2 separate regions of the Mus musculus genome follow, and region 1 is linked to region 2. The links are chromatin contacts, called in public Hi-C maps. All regions are on one chromosome and are shown on one strand. The core of a region is the stretch at or near the end of the contact, and the rest is flanking DNA. Distances in the headings are between cores, read along the strand shown.

Region 1 (6,244 bases), core at 2,441-4,940, 3.0 Mb before region 2:
CACCAGCACCTCAGCAAGGGAGCTCCAGGCCTCTAGTCATCTCGCCTAGATGGGAGATTGGAAGAGAAGGATGTCAATCAATATCAAAAACTGGAGTCAAATTGCCATTTGACCAAAGTGCTTATGTGAAATAAATAACTATCCAACAAAAATACAAGTGCAGCCAAGGAACAAATTCTTGGTTAGTTCTGCATGTGAGATGCCAATCCTCAATGAGTAGAGGTATGGAAGAAACAGCTAGCTGTGTCCAAGGTGGGCCCAACCCTGTTCAGAGACTCCTGGTGTGCTGCCAGAGAATGGCCTTGGTGGCAAGCCTACTTCCTCCGTGAAGAGAGAAAGACAAGACACCTAGATAAAAAGAATAAAGATGACTCATAGGGAATGGTGCCCGCAAAACACTTAGCTACCTCAAAACATAGAAAGCACAAAGCATAAAATGTTGGAAGCTGTCCTGGCTGGTTTTATGTATCAACTTGACACAAGCTGGAGTTATCACAGAGAAAGGAGCCTCCCTTGAGGAAATGCCTCCAGCTGTAAGGCATTTTCTCAATTAGTGATCAAGGGTGGGATGGCCCCTTGTGGGTGGTGCCTTCCCTGGGCTGGGAGTCCTGGGTTCTGTAAGAAAGCAAGCTATGCAAGACATGGGAAGCAAGCCAGTAAGTAACATCCCTCCATGGCTTCTGCATCAGCTCCTGCCTCCAGGATCCTGCCCTGTGTGAGTTCCTGTCCTGACTTGCTTTCCCTATTCCTAAATAGCAATGTGGAACTGTAAGCTGAATAAACCCTTTCCTCTCCAGCTTGCTTCTTGGTCATAATGTTTTGTTCAGGAATAGAAACCCTAAGACAGAAGCTGATCCAACTTAAGAAAAGAATATAACAATTCACCAATCTAAAAAGAAACAAAATAAAAAGAGAACTGCTACTGGTCCAACAAACCCTGTGTAGGTCAGCTTTCTGTTACTATAACAAAATACCTGAGACTATCAACTCACAGGAGGAAAGGCTTGGTTTAGTTCACAGTTTGGGGGCTTTCCTCCCTGACTAATCTGCCTCAAAGTTTTGGGCCTGTAGTGAGGTGCCCGTGATAGAGAAAATGACAAAAGGGGTGTGGATCCCAGCATCCTCGTTTGAAGGCATGCCCTTGACAACCTAACTGCCTTATCCGTTTCTCTTCTTTTCTTTTCTTGAAAGAGGGTATGTATGTAGCACAGGCTAGCCTTGAACTTACAGAGATTTATCAGCCTCTGCCTTCCAAGTGTTGTGATTAAAGATAGGCATCACCATGCCCAGCCAAGCTCTCACCTCTTAAATGTCCTCATCACCTCCCTATTACACCAAGCTAGGGACCAAGCCTTTAATCAACATGGGCCTTTGTGGGACATTTAAATCCTAAATTATAACACCATTTGAATATCAGAGGAAATATCAGAGGAAATGAATTCAACATGTCAAGAGCACATCTGTGCTGCTGTTCAGCCATTAAAATCTGAAATTCTATCCTTGGCATCACTGGGAACTGGGAATCATGTTCAATGAAATAAACCAGATACAGAAAGATAAGCGCCATACAATCTTACTCATACGTGGATTCCAAAATAACCTTCACCTCATAGAAGGGCATAGTATAGAGCTGGGACAGCAGAGCTGGGGGACAACAGAGGTTGATCAATGAGTACAAAGTCATATTAATAGTATGGCCAGAGCTGAAAGTCCCTGACATATCATTGCACAGTACATTGGTTATAGGTGGCAGTATACTATTCATTTCAAAAGCTAAAGTCAAGGACTTTCAGTGTTTTTACCATGAAGATAGAACAAATGTCCCATGATATATGTTTAATTATTTTAATTAGATCTGATTTAAATATTATTTAAATATTAATGGTGTATGCATCAAAATGGTACCGCCATGGTTCTCTGTTAGTATGCATAGCTATATCTGTCTATTAAAATAAATATATTTTAAAAGTATTCACCAAAGTACAAATGGTACAACCAGAGGGTCTTTTGATAATTCCCCACTTTGTGAAATACAAACCCTTGTTTTCCATGGTTGTGCTGTCTCCCGATCTCTCGGACCTCCCTAGAGTTTCTTCTTCAGCTTCTACCTTTTCTACAGGGGAGCCCCTGGGTTCTGTTCTCACTCTTCTGGATCAGGCTTTTTCCATGTGAGCTAAAGTACTATCAACTGGAGGCCCTTTGGCATGATGGGGGAATAATTGTAAGGCAGGATATGAGAGCACCCCTTTTATTACACAGTCTGGGGCTTAAGAACGAGCACAAAGTCAGCCACCTTTCTTTATATAGTTATCTGTGATGACTTTGTTCACATTCATTCATTCATTCGTCCCTGTAATACTGGCTTTCTGGTATGTGCCAAAGTGCTGAAGCATCCTGGAGTAACCTTGATAATTGGCTTAAAGACGCAAACAAGCATGGAACCCGAGTCCTGTGGATTTCTTTCCAAACTCCCCCATTTAAGACATCCACTATTCTGGTACATTATAGACCTGCCTATGGGGGAAGAGATACTATTTTGGATGCCAGGGTCTTTAACCTTACAAGTTATGCAGAGTCACCTGCCTACTAGGAACAGTTGAATACCTTGCATTTATATCATCCTTTGGAGTCTGCAACAGGGTGTATGGCTTATTGTTTTGTTGTTCTTTTGTATTGACGTTTTTGCAACAGTGATAGATGAAAAGAGTCTTTTCATTCATTCCCATGTGAGCCTCTAGGTTCCATCCCCAGTACCGCCAAGAAAAAAAGAACGATAATTTAGAATAGGCTATAACATTTTTAAAAATCCAATTGGGATTACTTTTGCAAAATAATGTGATTTCTTCAACTGTGCATCCATGGCAAAACAAACGCATGCGCTATGTATTAGTAAACTTAGCTCTAAATACGGCTGAAATTTGGTGAGTAATGTGATCATTCTTCGCAAGCATGCCAGCTCCTATCATGTTTAGAACCCTGTGTTCCGAGGTGCTCAAGTTCACGCAAAGGAATTTGCTAAATAAATCCCTGGCAAGCTTCTGTAGCCGTAAATACTTTCAAGTAGAAATGGCAAAATAACACACCCAAGTCAGTACCTAAACCTTCGGAGTTTAGGTCGCTTGTCATCTGAGTTTTTACCTGCTGGCTTCCCCTAAGGTGCATGTCACTCACTGAATTTTACGAACTGTAAGTCTGAGGAAGACTTTTAAGATCCATTTAAGATAGCTGATTCCTCGGGGCCCCACAGGAAAAGTGCACGCAGAGGTGCGGCCCTGCCAGGGTACGTGGGCTTCCTCCAAAGTGGCGTTCACACCCTAACCCCGCGTGGGCCAGACCGAGACCCCCAGCACCCAAACACCCTAAATTCTGGAAGATGATCACAGGCTATATGCACTTTGAGACACGTTTGGGACGGGCTGCTAAAAAGAAGTGTGTGGTTCTTGGGAACGGTGCACGATGAGGATAAACCACGAGTGAAAGTGCGCCGAGTGGGGAGGGCCGAGGGAACAGGGGTGACGGAGAGCGACCCACACATAACATACACCCCACGGAGCGGAGCGCACGGCTCGGTCCTCCGACCGACAGGGGGCGGGCTCCAGTCCCGCGTGGCGCCGCGCCTGCGCTTCCTGCCCCTCCCGGTCCGGGATGCTGCTACCGCTGCTGCGGAGAAGCTGCTTCCCTTCCTCTACTCCCGGCGGCGGCGGCGGCGGCGGTAGCGCGGAGCGGGTGGAGGGTGCGCGGGGGCCCGGGGCGCGCGGACGGCGGCCCGAGCGCGAGCCGTATGCGTGCATGGATCCCAGCGCCGCGCTGCACCGGCGGCCCGCGGGCGGCAGCCTGGGCGCGGTCTCCCCGGCGCTGTCGGGCGGCCAGGCCCGCCGGAGGAAGCAGCCCCCCAGGCCGGCCGACTTCAAGCTGCAGGTCATCATCATCGGCTCCCGCGGCGTGGGCAAGACCAGCCTGATGGAGCGCTTCACCGACGACACGTTCTGCGAGGCCTGCAAGTCCACCGTGGGTACGCCGGGCCTGTGGCGGGTGGGCCTGGGGGAGGTCGGGGCCCGGTCCCTGTCCCCATGGAAGCTCTGACCCTCTCCCAGGGCCTCAACGAATCATCCTACGGATGCCCGGGCATACCCGCCGTGGGCACATCTGGCATCCGAGCCGCGCACAGCCCAGGTCTCCGTGGAAGCCCGACCCTCTCTTGTGGCCAGACCGAGCTTTTCCGTGGCCTTTCCGCGGGTGTCGGACCCCCGAAGCCCAAACATTCCCTCCCGGAGCCTTCACCAGTCATGAGGTCCGGGTGATGCATCCGCGGAAACTCCCGGTCCGTTACTCCTGCTCACCCAGGAAAACGGCTTTGTGAACCGAAAGTAGAGCTGAAGGCCACCCACCAGTGCAGTGCCCCGGGGTTACTCACCATCTTAAATGGGTCCGGACCTCGCAGCTTTGCAGGCTGGAGGGATGGACCAAGGTTTGCTTTCTCATTTTCTGTCTATTTTCGTGGTTTACAGAAAAGAAGTTTGTTGCAGAGACAGTTCGCGCTAAAGCTACACTCGGGTTTCTTTCTTGTTCTGTGCACAAATGTAGGGCAAAGGGATTTCAGCTGTGTTTATCCTTGACCTCAAATAACCGGGTGGATAGGCGGGCAAAGTAAGGGCGATTTCCCGGCACCCACCCGAGGTCGGTGAATTACCGGGAAATCCATAGGTAACGCTCCTGTTACCTTCCTCGGGATCTGGGTTTGAAACTGCAAGGGAATGTTTTTAGTGACACTGGATTGACAGGGCTTGACATAGAGGTTTGTTGGGGTTATGGGAAACAGTTGTGACCATGGAAAAGCTACCTGGAAAACTCTCATTTGGGGTGGCTTATAGAAAAAGGGGGTGAGCAGGAGGGACTGGACAGAGTGACAAAAAATCTAGCGTTCTCCCTGAATCCTAGCCCCAAGGAGAGGAAGGTGGATCTCTGATTTCGAGGCCAGCCTGGTCTGTCTACACAGTGAGTTCCAGGACAGCCAGGGCTATGCAGAGAGACCCTGTCTCAAAACAAACAAAATCTCAGCTTGGAGGTTTGAAAAGCTAAACACTGGTGCACATATTTTCCGTTGTAACCATTGATGGTTCCCGTTTTGAGATGAGAATTCTGTAGAGAATTTCAGGGACTCTCTTTAGGTCGTAATTGGTAAGTTGCCGGGTAACAAAACTACCACGGTTCTAAGTACTTAGACCGGAAAATTAAACCTCCAGTTTTCACACTGACTTAAATTTCCTTTTTGATTATGCCCCTTCATGCCTTTTTTTTTTTTTTTTTAACAGACCATTTTGGAAATATTTATGCTCCTTCTACCCTGTTTGTTTTTTAAATGTTTGTCTTGGGGATGTGTTATTAGAACTCAGTAACGTAATTATACCCACTGCAAATATCCAATCTTGGATCCTAAGAGTATACAGGGAGTTATTAACCAGGAAATGAGGCTTATATTGTTTTGTTTGTTTCTGACATAAGTGCAGTAGGCTTGAATGCAGTTGAGAATTACCAGTCGTTTATGGCCCCACACTTACATATGCAGAAATGAAAGCTAATGGTTATATTTAATATAGAAGGGAAATAGGACTGCAGCACTCGGAAGGCTCGAGGTGACGGACTGGGGTGGGGAGAGCTGGCCTTTATGACAGCACACCCACATTCTAGGAAGTTTTCCTAGGGCTCATAGAAGTGGATCCGTGGAGAGCTGGCCTGTCCTCCTGAGAAAGATGGGCCTACTCAGTAAGCTTTCCCCTTGTTGACAAAATGAAACTAGCTTGAGACATCATGGAATTACATAGACTATCTGGAAATGAGCGGAAACAGGCCTCCTTACATACATAATTATATGTACAAATATACGGGTGTCTCCCCACACTGAGGGTGGTTGAATTTTTCCCTTGGATGTTTTTGTTTACTTCATATCCAGCCTAAAGTAATTAATTTCAGTAAGTGTTTCTTGTGGGAAGTTCGGAAAAAGATGGTAACCATAACTTAAGGAAAGCCTGAAGACACTACATGCTAACAGGTGCCTCTGCCTCTTCAACTCCTGCCTCTGGGTTGAGTTATTTTCTAGCCAGCCTGCGGTTTGTTGAGCACCTGCTGTGTGTTGGGTGTTGTGCCGCCTGTGGGGTAATGTGGAAGCCCAGCGTGGGCTCAGTGTGCAAGTGGTGCCAGCAGGCGCCAGATTACAGTGCTCAAGGGGAGCATGGACAGAGAAGGG
Region 2 (6,094 bases), core at 2,887-5,386:
TGGTAGGGTAAGATGGATAGTAAAGGAGGGAATGTTGCTGGGCAGTGGTGGTGCATGCCTTTAATCCCAGCACTTGGGAGGCAGAGGCAGGCAGATCTCTGACTTCAAGGTCAGCCTGGTCTACAGAGTAAATTCCAGGACAGCCAGGGCTACACAGAGAAACCCTGTCTCGAAAAAACAAAACAAAACAAAACAATCCCCCCTCCAAATCCTAAAAAAAAAAAAAAAGGGAATGTTTTGCACACTGGTGATATTTAATAAATGCTATAATCCTGGCTAGACATGCCTGGTGAATTACAGTTGGGTTTAATGTCTTGTTGCAAATAGGCAGCAGAATATCACTATACTGCAAAATCTTAGGAAGAGAGCATTAAAAAGACAGTAAAGGATTCGACTTAGGAAGGAATTCTGAGCACTAAAGAGTCACTTTGAGTTAGAGGTAGTCAGAAAGCCGGAGAGAGCCTATGGATATTTTGTCATATGTTATCTTCAAGACAGAATAGAGCAGAGCTGTCATTATTATTATTTTTTTGTTTGTTTGCTTGTTTGTTTGTTTTTGAGACAGGGTTTCTCTGTGCAGTCCTGGATGTCCTGGAACTCACTCTGTAGACCAGGCTGGCCTCGAACTCAGAAATCCGCCTGCCTCTGCCTCCCTCCCAAGTGCTGGGATTAAAGGCATGCGCCACCACTGCCCGGCAGAGCTGTCATTATTAATGGTTAGAAAATAGTAGTCACTTATGATAGGGAAAACCTTCAGCTTTGTGGTTTAGAAAATCAGAATAGTAAGAGTCATGACTAACACCATAAAGGCTAACGAGGACAGTTAGGAATTAAATATTTAAATTGTACTTTGTTCAGAGTCAGGGACCCGAGAGGGCACCAGACTAACACCTCAGAGGTCATGCTGCCTGCATCTCCTCTCCAGCCATCAGATTCTGCAGGGAGCCGCAGTGGTATGGGTACATAGTCTTCATTTAGAACTCACTTGTTTTCTTTCCTTCTTGTCAGCCATGTTTATGAGCCTTGTGATGTCCGTGTCTCTCATTGTCACCCCTCGAGTTCTTTTCTCATCTTATGGACATCTGGCTTCAGGCACTTCTTGAAATGCTCAACCTTTTGTGTGTTGGATCTCAACCTTGTACTTCTCTATAGACACCTGGGCTGGCAGCAGGGATTAACTTGAAACAAACCATTAGTGGTGACTAAAAAGCTATTAATAGCATGTATGCCCAGATTCCTTTCTATAATATTAGGTACAAATGTGCCCTCATAATACAGAATGTATTATCCACCTCTTCTGTCCACTATGTGTCTAGAGGAGGTTCTTGTGTTTGATGCATTCAGACATGATTGTGGAAGGCTCTTACTTCCATCTTTTTTCTATGGCCACATTGGTCATACATGACATTGATGTTTGGTGATTGCTCATGCTTAAGAGAACATGTCATTTAGCTGACAATTCCAGACCAGATGCTGTTAGACCACCAAGGGTTACCTGTAAGCACCAGTCTAGTCTCTCACTATTCAGGATTATGGGGTTTATTCATTTTTAACAATCAGCTGCCAAAACTCTTGCTGATAGTTTCATTTCTTGAAAATTTCTTGGCATTACTCTTTAGGGTAATGAGTTCTTACAGTTTTGGTGATTATTTTAGTTATTTCTCTATTGCTTTGATAAGAAGACACCATGACTAAAGTCACTCATAGAATAGTTTATCTGGGCTCACCATTTCAGGACTAGAGTCCTTGTTTGCAAAGTTCAGGGCATGACACCTGAAGCTGGAAGCTAAGAGTTCACATCCCGAACTTGTTGGAAGCAGAGAACACAATCTGAGAATGGCACACAGCTCTGAAACCTCAAAGCCTGCTCCACAGCTCTCCCATCAAGGTTACTGCTCCTAGATCTACCCAAGCAGCAGCACCAGCTGGGGTCCAAGTAGTAAATGTTTGAGTTTACAGGAGACATTTGTCATTAAAACCACAATGACAATAATAGTGATTTACTGTCCCCTCTCCCCACTCCTGTTTTAAAGAGTGACTGTAGCCCAGGCATGCCTTGAATTGGTGACAATGTTCTTGCCTCAGCCACCTGAGGGCTGGTATTAGAGATGTGGAACCCTAGATGGGGAGCTGTGGTGTGGTGAAGAAAGAGTTAAGTGTAAATGTTTAAGTCTGAGGAATTCTGTTTTGTTTTCTCAAGAAGATCTATGTGGGTGAAGGAAGCAAGCAGTCAGAACAGACACACACCTTTCTAACTATCCAACACAAATGTCACTTCTCAGGCAGAATTCAACAAGACCAAGGGCAACTTGTTCACTTCTGACTGGCTAAGGATTATAATAGCTACCGTGAACTTCAGAAACTTAAAAGTCTCAGAGTCTGCCTACCTCATCTTTAGAAACGTTAAGTTGCAGTTCGAGTGCATATGTGCCCCTGATGGGTATGCATGGTGCCAGGCTCTCTATAAAGGACTTGCTAAAATCAGGAAGGCATTCTCGTTTCTAACTCCACAGTCTGATTCAACACACATTTATGAGATCCATTCATATTCTATTTTATTTTTAATTCAAGAGTAGTGGTGCACTGAATATTCCAGCTTCCTCATTCTCCCACTGACAGACATCTGGGCTCCTTGAGAGTTTTGCTCTCATCAGTACATTTGCGTTTCCATACAAGTCTTTTTGCAGACAGGACTTTATTTCTCTTGGTGAACACAAGATGTGGGTCTTTATGTGCCAAAGGGTAGACGAATGCTTGACTTACAAGAAACTGACAGGGCTGTACTTTCTGCACAATTTTAGCTTCATTTGCTCTAGAAAAGAGCCAAGCCGAGATGGCCATAACTTGACGATTCACGAATGGAGCTCTGAGAGCCTGGAAGACCCTTTCCTCGATTACAGGCAGAAGAACCATGGGCATGTGGGGGATATCCGTAGGTGAAGGAGTTCAGACAGCACATTTGAGAGTAACAAATATGTGAATATCTGGACAAATCTTTTTCCCATTGGTTTTTGAAATTCTGATATCCTCAACTCTCTCCCCGGTAGCTTTTGAATATACCCAGGGAGTATATTCTTCAGCAGGGAGGGGTGGGGCTTCTTTTAATGAAGAGTAGAAACTGCCAGAAACAAATCACCTCATTTCTTCGCAGCCTTTGTTTCTTTTCTGCCACTCCCCCCACTGACACTTTTTCTAAAGTCCTCTCCACTGCCTGATCCACTGCTTTGGACTCTTAGCATGGTTTCAAAGTTCCCTCCAAAACTTACCCTGAAATTTGCTACTGTTAACAGTATGCATGCAACATTCCTAAGGGGGTCCTTTAAGAGGTGATGAGGACACTAGAGTTCCGCCCTCCAGGAACAAATTGTTACCACAAGAGTAGGTTCCCGATAAAAAATGATAGACAGTTTCCGGCGCTTTTACCCTGCCACTTAGCTGACACTGCATGTTATTCTACTTTCCAAAGCCTCCAGAGCGAGATAAACTTCTTCATAGTTTACTGTTGTATGTAGCATTGTTATAGCAGCAGAAGAGACTAAGACAACTAACTTTCCCTACCTTCTCCCCTGTGAAAGCTGACCTCTCCCCATCCGAGAACCTGTGTCATCACTGTAACTTAAGACTTCTGAAGTCTGATCAACTTGCATGTTTTAGTTCCCCACCTTAGCCACCAAAGTCTGTCCTAAGGGCACCACACTAATATTCACAGAGTGGACAGACTGGATTTCAAGGTGTCAAACAACAGTAACATTGAGCTTGGAGCCTGGAATGTTGGAGTGTTTTTTCCAGCGTGTATACCTGTTTTCAGCGTGATACATGTTTTCAGCCCGCAATTGTGTGCAAAGGCAGCAGTATGCAACAGGTGCCTAGACACAGGAGTAGAATCAGTGTAGTCACCTAGCTAACGGATCCTTACTGGACTGTCACCCATCACCCAAGGGCTCAGGCCTCTCAGGTGGAACTGGTTCTTCCGTTCTCAATTGGCCTCAGTTTCCGAGTCAGGGCGATGGTGGGGTGGGAAGTGAAGGGGAAGAGCCAAGCTGAGCCTGGCCAATGGCAGCTCTTGAACTTACACCTCCAGACGTCAGCGCGGCCGTGGAAACGGATGTCACCCAGCTGGCTCGGAAGCGTCTCCATCCGCTTCGGGAGAGGGGCGTGAGCCCGGAGGCGTCCAGGCCACCTCCGTGTGCAGCCGGAGGGAGTGCGCGGCCCCGTCAGCGCGCAGCCCCGAGGTCCCCGCTTCTCCCCCGGCGGCGCTCCCGCCCCTGGGTGAGACCCGCGCGCCCCCGCGGGCGGCTCCGCCCCCTCCCGGAGCGGGCGGCGCGCTCCCGCGGCGACGGGCCGTGTCGCGGGCTCGCGCGCCGCCGGCCCAGCCGCAGTTAAAATGGTCCGAGTCGGGCCCGCGCTGCCCCCGCCGCGGCGCTGACTGACTGAACCGGCTGGCCTGGCCGGCAGACTCGCTTCCCTCCCTCGCGTCCCCACAGCTCGCGCCCGTCCTCCTCCCGGCTCCCCGGGGGGCAAAGCATGTAGCCCGCGTCGGGCACCCGGGCGGCCCGCAGCTGACGCCCACCCCCGCCGTCGCGTGTGCCGGGTGCGCGGCGCGGGCGACCCAGCCAGCGGCCTGCCCCGCCGCCGGAGCCCGCCCCTCGGGCCTCCCTCTCCCGCCCCGTCCCGGTCGCCCTCCTCGGGGCCTTCTATATGGGCCACCTTCTCTCGAAGGAGCCGCGTAACCGCCCGAGCCAGAAGAGGCCTCGCTGCTGCAGCTGGTGTCGCCGCCGGCGCCCTCTCCTCAGACTGCCCCGCCGGGCTCTGGCCAAGGCGTCCCCGCAGCCCGCGGCGCCCCGGAGCCGGGACTGCTTCTTCCGCGGGCCCTGCATGCTCTGCTTCATCGTGCACAGCCCCGGCGCGCCCGCCTCCGCCGGCCTAGAGGAGGAGCCGCCGCTCTCGCCACCGCCGCCGCCGCCGCGGGACGGGGCCTACGCCGCCGTCTCCTCGCAGCACTTGGCGCGGCGCTACGCGGCCCTGGCCGCCGAGGACTGCGCCGCCGCCGCACGCCGCTTCCTGCTGTCCTCGGCCGCCGCCGCCGCCGCCGCTGCCTCGTCGCCCGCGTCCTGCTGCAAGGAGCTGGGGCTGGCCGCCGCCGCCGCCTGGGAGCAGCAGGGCCGGAGCCTCTTCCTGGCCGGCGTGGGGCCCGTGCGCTTCCTGGGACCGCTGGCCGCCGTGCAGCTCTTCCGGGCACCGCCGGCGCCGCCGCCGCAGGCCGAGCCCGCCACGGCCCTCGAGATGGTTTGCAAGCGGAAAGGGGCCGGGGTCCCCGCCTGCACCCCCTGCAAGCAGCCCCGTTGCGGCTGCGGGGGCTGCGGCGGGGGCGGCGGCGGCGGGGGAGGGCCCGCGGGAGGAGGTGCCTCGCCGCCGCGGCCGCCCGATGCCGGCTGCTGCCAGGCCCCGGAGCAGCCCCCGCCGCCGCTCTGCCCCGCGCCCGCCTCTCCCGCCTCAGAGTGTGCCCCCATCGTGGCCGCCGCCGGGGACACAGTCCGAGCCGGGGGCACCGCCCCCTCGTCTGCCCAGCAGCAGCCCGAGAGCGGCGACGCGGACTGTCAGGAGCCCCCCGAAAACCCCTGCGACTGTCACAGGGAGCCGCCCCCCGAGATCCCAGACATCAACCAACTGCCGCCGTCCATCCTGCTTAAGGTGGGTCTGGGCGAGGAGGCGCAGGGATGCTCACTCCCCCCCCCCCGCCCCCCTAACCCGGCTCCCCCGCCTCCGAGGCTTTCTCTCTCCTCCCCCTGTGTGCAGAGGAGGGGGGGGGGTTCCCTGACAGCCGGGGGACGCCGGAAGGGGAGACTGGGAAGCCAGTGGGGCCTGAGCTTTCAGCCTGGTGTTGAAGTAGGAAAACTTGGAGGCTGCTGAATGCCTCGAAGTAGCTTAGGTCCTACAACTCGGGGTTCATGCATTGCATTGGCAAACCCCCCAATATAGATACTATACTAGATTCTGTGGAATATACACGCATTTCTTGAGCAAGTTGTATACAGTGGGCAACCACTTTGCATACTGGTGTTTGGAAAGTTTAAAAGTTTGATGGATGCTAGTC

Evidence for each region. Hi-C and Micro-C count contacts between places; a contact is called where the count stands out from the background.
Region 1: a Hi-C map of CD4 T cells shows a contact between it and region 2, with 6 times the contacts expected there. The contact joins the promoter of Rab12 here to the promoter of Fbxl17 in region 2.

What each region holds. Positions count from the first base shown.
Region 1 is chr17:66,517,116-66,523,359 of GRCm38.p6, reverse strand. Rab12 (RAB12, member RAS oncogene family) reads left to right here and starts at 3,690. Exons shown (of 6, transcript NM_024448.2): 1 at 3,690-4,012. The coding sequence starts at 3,790. It overlaps Gm41608 (a long non-coding RNA gene), which reads right to left. Exons shown (of 3, transcript XR_876914.3): 1 at 4,415-6,244; 2 at 1-45.
Region 2 is chr17:63,498,622-63,504,715 of GRCm38.p6, reverse strand. Fbxl17 (F-box and leucine-rich repeat protein 17) reads left to right here and starts at 4,136. Exons shown (of 9, transcript NM_015794.1): 1 at 4,136-5,691. The coding sequence starts at 4,699.